Regions from separate parts of the Gossypium arboreum genome. Here region 2 is linked to region 1. A link is a contact called in public Hi-C data. All regions are on one chromosome and are shown on one strand. Each heading gives the region's core, a stretch centred on a gene start, on an enhancer-like site or on the middle of the called end of the contact. The rest is flanking DNA. Distances are from core to core; before and after follow the strand shown.

The links. Hi-C and Micro-C count contacts between places; a contact is called where the count stands out from the background.
Region 2: a contact with region 1 is called in a Hi-C map of leaf, with 3 times the contacts expected there. The contact joins the promoter of LOC108483938 here to the promoter of LOC108486197 in region 1. A contact is called at or near these places in 2 of 5 Hi-C or Micro-C datasets (both in leaf).

What each region holds. Positions count from the first base shown.
Region 1 is chr6:120,897,032-120,900,681 of ASM2569848v2, reverse strand. LOC108486197 (FCS-Like Zinc finger 13-like) reads right to left here and starts at 1,833. Exons shown (of 2, transcript XM_017790090.2): 1 at 1,162-1,833; 2 at 729-1,038. The coding sequence starts at 1,661. The coding sequence ends at 876. It overlaps LOC108486196 (oligouridylate-binding protein 1-like), which reads left to right. Exons shown (of 12, transcript XM_017790089.2): 12 at 126-600. The coding sequence ends at 416.
Region 2 is chr6:121,192,827-121,196,476 of ASM2569848v2, reverse strand. LOC108483938 reads right to left here and starts at 1,786. Exons shown (of 3, transcript XM_017787489.2): 1 at 1,527-1,786; 2 at 1,246-1,367; 3 at 207-1,176. The coding sequence starts at 1,650. The coding sequence ends at 856. LOC108483939 (sm-like protein LSM1B) reads left to right here. Exons shown (of 5, transcript XM_017787491.2): 5 at 4-602. The coding sequence ends at 81.

The DNA of each region.
Region 1 (3,650 bases), core at 584-3,083:
CATTCATCCTAGTATGGAATTATTCATACCAGTGTTATTGCTGGATGTGTAAATTTTCTATATTTATGGCTAGTCCAACTATTATCTTTTAGTGCCATGACCTACAAAATGTTTAAATGGTGCAGTGTTCATGGGGTAGCAAGCCTACTGCACCAGGAACAAGCTCTGCCCCTTTGCCTCCACCGGCTGCTGCACATATGCCTGGTTTTTCAGCTGCTGATCTGGCTGCCTATGAACGACATATGGCAATGAGTAAATATGGCGGTGCACAGGTAATGAGTATGATGCATCCACAGGGTCAGCACGCCCTTAAGCAAGCGGCCATGGGAATGGGTGTGGCTGCAGCTGGTCAAGCAATCTATGATGGTGGATACCAAAACGTTGCAACAACTCAGCAGCTTATGTACTATCAGTAAATGGCGAGATCCGGATCTATTTTGGCTTAGCATATTTGGAGAACTGATAGGATGAATCTGTTTTTCCATTTTTCTCTTGTTTACCCTTTTTTTTTTTTCGGTTAAGATTGCTGAATGCCTTCAACTTGTATGTGTACTAAAACAATTCCTTTGCTAACTAATGTCTTTTGTGATCATTATCGTATATGAGATAGCTTCATATTTCTACCTCTCTACCAACAGACCATGGATTTAGCTTTCAGTTTATAATTATGAACATCAGAATCTTCTCTCATTTTATCTTCAAAAAAGAAAACTGCGAAAGGATGTTCATTTCTTATCAAACCCAATATTTCTCATTTAGCTTTCTGTTTTTATTATTCTTAATAAAGTTATTCTTAATCCTCATAAAGGTATATGGTATTTCTCCGATAGATATAATTACATACGCAGGAAGAACCCCCATATGAGGACTGGAAGCTAAATTGCAAGAATCCCAGTTGAGAAGAAGATATCCCCAGACTCATAAGAGGAGGTTGTGACTCTTGCAGATCTTGAAACTTCTGATCTGCACTGTTCTTTCCTCTCATCCATCATTATTTGAGTTGACCTACACTCTGAACTGCAAAACGCTTTTTCCCCTCTGAAAACAACACATATCATTAACAACAGAATTATCAGTTTCTCTCATGTAATTAATTACCATATGGAAACAAGCAAGCAGAGATTGGGTAATTAAAAAAGGGGTAAAAGGGTGTGTGTTTACCTATACATGTAAATGTCTTGGCCATGCAGCTTTTTCCTGCATAGGTGACAACAACTGAGAAAATCTGAAGTTGGGTAAGCAACCTCTTCCACAAATCTTGGTGCTGGAGCTGGGGTTTCACAGTTACTTTTTCTCCTTTCTTCACCTCCATCATAATACACCTTTGTAGACGACTTGCCAGATCCATGGGTAGTCACATACGTAAAATCCTCCAAACTTTCCATCTCTAAATTCTTCCCACCAGATTTCACAACAATTACATTTGAGCTACAAATAGTATGCCTGCAGGAATGGGTACTACACTTGTTATCTAGTGCAACAGCAATCCCTAGTCCAACCCCACCAACATCATATCTCTTCGAACTTCTAGGTGATGGTGTCTTCAAATCTAGTGGACTCCTAGGGCTTGTAACAACAGCATCCAAAAATACGGGTTTTTTGCCGGCAACCAATAATTCAGACAATTTCCCCATCATCGGACGTGGTCTCTTCCCTGACATAACTTGACTAAAAGAGAAATCAAATCTATGTTAAGAGGTGGAGAATTCGGAGAGATATTTGAAGCGCTCTCTCTCTCTCTCTCCTCCACAAGAGGCAGCCAATGTTTAAGAAAGCCACTATAAATTTATGGAGGAGTGGAGTGGAGTGGGTGGTTGACTTAGCCCATGGTTTAGTTTGGAATTATATTATTATTATTACTATTATTATATGACTCATAATTGCTACTTTGCAATTACCAATTTCAACTATTTAATTTTAATGTTATTTTATGTCGGCTTTTTTCTTAAATTCATCCTTAAACTATACTCTAATTTAAAATTACTCCTTAAACTTTTTTAAAACTATCAATTGTCTCATTTTATACAAAAGGCATATGATATTTAATAAGTAAATGTCACGTGTCATGTTCTTATTAGATGATATTATTTTTTGTAAACTAAGATAAAATTGATAGTTTAAATACAATAAAATTCAAGGATAAATATGAAAATTGAGTTATAGTTAAGGGACAAATTATAATAAAAGTTTTTATGTAAAAATGATTTTATGAAAAGAGTCGCTTTTGAGGTGGGACCAATCTTTTATAATGTGTTTGTCTAATGATTGAGACGTGATCTCGAAAGCTATGGCCCACATGCGCCCCCCCTGCACTTACCACAATAAAAGATTCTTCGCCCATTCCATCATCGCCGTTTAACTTCTGGTACGTGGCGCAAATCTATGGGTGATGTTGCATTGCAATTATTGTTGAAGATATTGATTATTTTCTTTTTTTTTTAAAAAAAATTAGTATCGGAATTATTTTCCGAATCATTCTTTTGTGCAGTGTTCAATGTTCGTAATGTTTCCAAACTTTTAAAATAAATATTTTCTCTATTAAATTTTAAAATTTGATCACTTCATTAATATTTTAACTTATTTTAAATGTTACTGATAATGAAGCAGATTTTTTCATACATGTTGCTTACGGAAAATTTAAGAGTATATCTGAGGGAAAAATTAGGGATGTATGCTGAAATTTTAATTATCTAGTGGTAAAAATACGTTTACAGAAAAGCGTTTTAACAAAAAAAAAAAAAAAAAAAGGAAATGACTTAATATAATATTTGATTTTTAAATTTATAATTTTTAATTTGATATCTAAATTTTTTGGGCCCAATTTGATACCTAAATTTGACATTTTTTAATAATTTGGTACCTAAGCTTTTTTTAAGCACAATTTGATACCTCAATTTATTAAATGTTATACAAATTACGTAAAATACTAATAATATGAAATTTTTGTAAGAGTATGCCCAAAGATCAATAATGAGATGGTTGTAATAACATATTTTATTTATCATGTTTTAATATAAGATGTTTCCATTATTATTTCAGTTTTTCTTTACGTGTGTATAAATAAACTGTTTTATAATAATGTCCAAGAATAATATGATTGTTCTTAAAAGATCCTTAGTCTAGTATTATTGTTGACTAGGACAACAATAATGCATTGAGACTAACATGTAATTGATTGATGATAAAGAGTTGTCATTGATATGGAGTGTCAAAATCAATGCATGAATATGTGTGTTAGAGAACAACATATTGGACCAATTCGCCATGAGTATGTTTCTTGGATTATTATGTAATTGTCACAACATTACTCATAGTGATTAATATGTATATGATTCTCAGACTTGAGATCATCATTATCCCAACATCGTGAGTTGTATATTTTGATATAGTCAAATGTACACCGTAACTGGTTGTTCTATAAAGGCTGATGTTGGATATACCACAATCTATATAGAGAGATATGGTTGATCAATATAGAATAGGTCCCTCCTACATAATAGGATTAATATCTTGGGCCACTTAATTGAGTAAGACTAGAAATGCATGGTCATGCTCAAATAAGTTGATATGAATGTCATACTGTAACACCCCGAACCCGAGACCGTTGCCGGTGTCGGACACGAGGGGTTAACAAGCCAAAACCACTTATG
Region 2 (3,650 bases), core at 537-3,036, 300 kb before region 1:
CAGGCTCAGAAAGCAGAACGGGAAGCAACAGATCTAAAGGGCTCCATGAGGAAAAGAATGGAGTTCCTTGATTTTGATTAATAGATCCTTTCATTTTGTTAGTGTTTCATGCCATCGCAAATATTAGTGCAACTCTGACCCAAGTCTTGAAAGAGGGTGGGGATAGGCATGAAAGTCCACACTTCATTTCTGTTGTTGGAGGAAGCTGGAATAAGGAGGAAACTTAATCACTTCGGAAGAGCGTCTCTGCTAAGAGGTTGAGGAGAGGAAGTTTATTCTTTTACATTCTTAAGTAGCAATGAAGATGATTTCCGGATACCTCCATAGAACAGGCAGTAACCCTTAAATGCATTAGCTAGCTACATTAGGTTCTCCAATCAGTTAAAGGATATTGAACATTGGATGTTTATACCCAAAACTGTCTTTGCTCCCTTTGGTTTAGTTTCTCTTTACTTCCTTCCTAGGCTTCTACAGTTCATTTGTTTGGAAGTTGCTCGAAGTTTCCATGGTTTGTTGCTTTGTGCCACGTTTTCTAATGGCAGTTTCACTTTCATTTTATATGTACCCCTTTTAGCTATGTTTGATGATCATTTGATGCAGAAGTTTCTTCAATTTCTCTTACTCTTAACTTGCCTTATTAGTTTTGCTGCTCGATAATAGATCATTAGCAATTTTTTCACAGCACGAATTTATCGAACAATATCTTGGTGCATGGAAAACAGCATTTGATACAAAGCTTAACGCTTTTTTCAGCTGTGGAAAAACTGTAAATTACAGAAGTAGCAATCTAGGGATCAAAAACATGAAAACTTCTTGGCACCAATGAGCTGAGAACAGGAGAAATCAGATGGCAAGTCAATCAGTATTGGTGAGAAAAGAAATGATAGGCTCATAATTCGGAAAGGTGGAAACAAGCTCGGAATGTTTTCCGAGCTCAAAGTCTTGAAATTGAAAGGCAGGTGCGCAGGTGCATCCAACGAGGGAATAGTGACACTCAGCATCCCTTGGTTCAGCTTTGGCCGCTCTGCCGTCACTGGAAATATGAAAATCCTTGGTTGGAAATGCACCAAACCAAACATATGGAGGTACCGTATATTGCACCTGCTGATTATCTCCCAGGTCAGGTCCGAGACATGTTAGTTTCAGCTTCTCATCTTTCTCATCCAGCTCTACAATCTGTATCAAATACGCTTTGTTAATCTAGAATCCAATCAAGTTCATCTGTGATGTTTAAGCCATTATTACCGTAAGAGGTTCTCCTAAATAAAAATGCCAGGTCTCAGCACATGGTATTCGATGAAGGCGAGACACATTCCCGGATTGTAGCATGAAGTAAATACATGTGCTAACAGGACGATCAACTTTGTCTGCAGTACACAATTAACAGGTAAAATATGTAGGAGTTTGACATCCACAGTTTGTTTAATCACGTAAATAAATAAAAACATGGAGTACAGAATATGTAACATCAGAATTAAAGGAGGGAAAAAAAAGAGAGAGAGAGAAAGAAGGCATTTGGTTATTACAGTGAGGAGGAAGTTGAGATTTGGAGAGGAAGATGGAGGTATCTCTGAAAGTTTCGGTATAGAGACCACCTTCAGGGTTGGGCACCAGATCCAACTTGGCTGCAATCTCTGATGCAGAAGCCATGCTTTTCCTTTAATCTCAGATACTGGGACTTTGCTGCTTTAAGGTTTCAGACACGCGTAAGACACCTTTCTTTTTCTTGGGGGTGAATTTAGCTGCTGCCTATGGTTATAACGTCACTCCTTACGTTTACATTGCATCAAGTTAAATTCAGGAATTTAGCAAAGTCAAGCCCCACCTAACACCTAAAAGTAGGATTCTTTTTAAAAATTACTTGAAACTAAATATTTATACGTTAATTACAGAAAAATCTTTCTATGTATAAAAATATATTATGTTATTGTAATGCTACTTTTGTCTTTCTATATTTTAATAAAATCAATAAAGTTTAGTATATAATAAAATTTGAACTCATTTCTTCACTATTTTATAATTTATTTTATCACTTCAATTAAAACTTTATTTTGATATGTTTATACATTTTAATATTATTACACATTTTTTCACTTGCATTGTTTGTATATATATTGATAACATTGTTAATTGAGTTGATATCATGAATTAACTCAAAAAAAGTGACAATACTATGATAAATATTTAGAGTGAATTTAATGTTCTTAATTTGATGTATTTATCTATTTAAATTTCTTTCTTTTTTTTAGAATTTAAACTAATTTTTATTTTAATTTCAAAAATATTACATTTGTTATTATTATTAGTTTCAAATATTAAGTTTTAATATTACGAATACTATATTTCAAGAAATTGTACTACCATGCATATCTCTTTTGGAGCAACAATTCTTATTTAGAATAGTAGTTGTTCAAAGCAACTATTGTTCAAGAATAGCTATGTCTAGAAACGGTTTCGGTTAGAACAATTGTCGTCTAATGTAGTTATTTTAGAACAACTCCTGTTGGAAACCACTAAGTTCGAAATAATTCTTGTTTAGAATAATGACATTTTTCAAGAATAGTTTTGTTTAGCACAACTATTATTTAGAACAGCTTTTATTTAGAACAATTGTGTTTTTCCGAAAGAACCATTATTAAGGAACAACTTCTACATTGAGAACAACTATATTGAGAACAACTCACTTTTGAAACAAGTCAAAATAACTATTTATTCAAAAACAACTCTCATCTAAAAATAATCGTCGTCTTGCATTTCAAGAGATGTTCCGCAAAAGATATTTCACATAGTACTACTTCACCAAAGTAGAAGTGGAAGCAACCCCAGAATACAATAAAGTTCTTAGGCTATCTTCACTTTTAAAATATTCCGGAGAACTTGGCTTAGAAGAACAGATAAGGAGGTAGTTAAGAGTTTATTCTTAACCATTTCTAACGCTGGGTATTTTTTTTCTCCTTTAAGAAATATAGTAAATTCTTCTTCACTATTCACCATTACCATCACCAACAAAAACTCTTCATTATCTCATCTTAACCATTGATGCCATTGTAAGTGAAATTTCTTCTATTATTCCTATTAATTGCCAACTTTGTAACTCTCAATTTTTTGAGACATATAAAAAATAACCTTTCACAACCAGTTAAAGAACTTTTTAACACTTTAAAATTCAAACTTTCAAAGTTCTCTCTAACTTACTTTATTTGTTTAACCTTACCATCAACCACATTTCTCTTTCTTCACTTTATCAACCACCACCTATCGTTGTGCTTAATGTTACTAGATCTGCTCTAGTCTTCCTCTCCGCTTTCTTTTAAGTACATCTCATTCATTTATTTGCAACGTTTTCTCTCTCCATCAAAAAAACCCTCTAGAGTATTTAAACTTGAATTCTATCAAATAGCTTAGTCCTTTTTCTGTAACATCATTAAGAGGTGATGATATATCACTTTAAGATTACATCACACTATCACTTAAATATTTTTAAATATATAATTTTTTAAAAATAAAAAGCATTTGATGTATATAATTATAAAAATTTATCAAATTATAAAATTATTAAAATTTATAAATTTATAAAATTATCAAAATTTATTAATATATATATTTTATAATTTATAATTTATATCCTTTAGAATTCAACACTACAATGT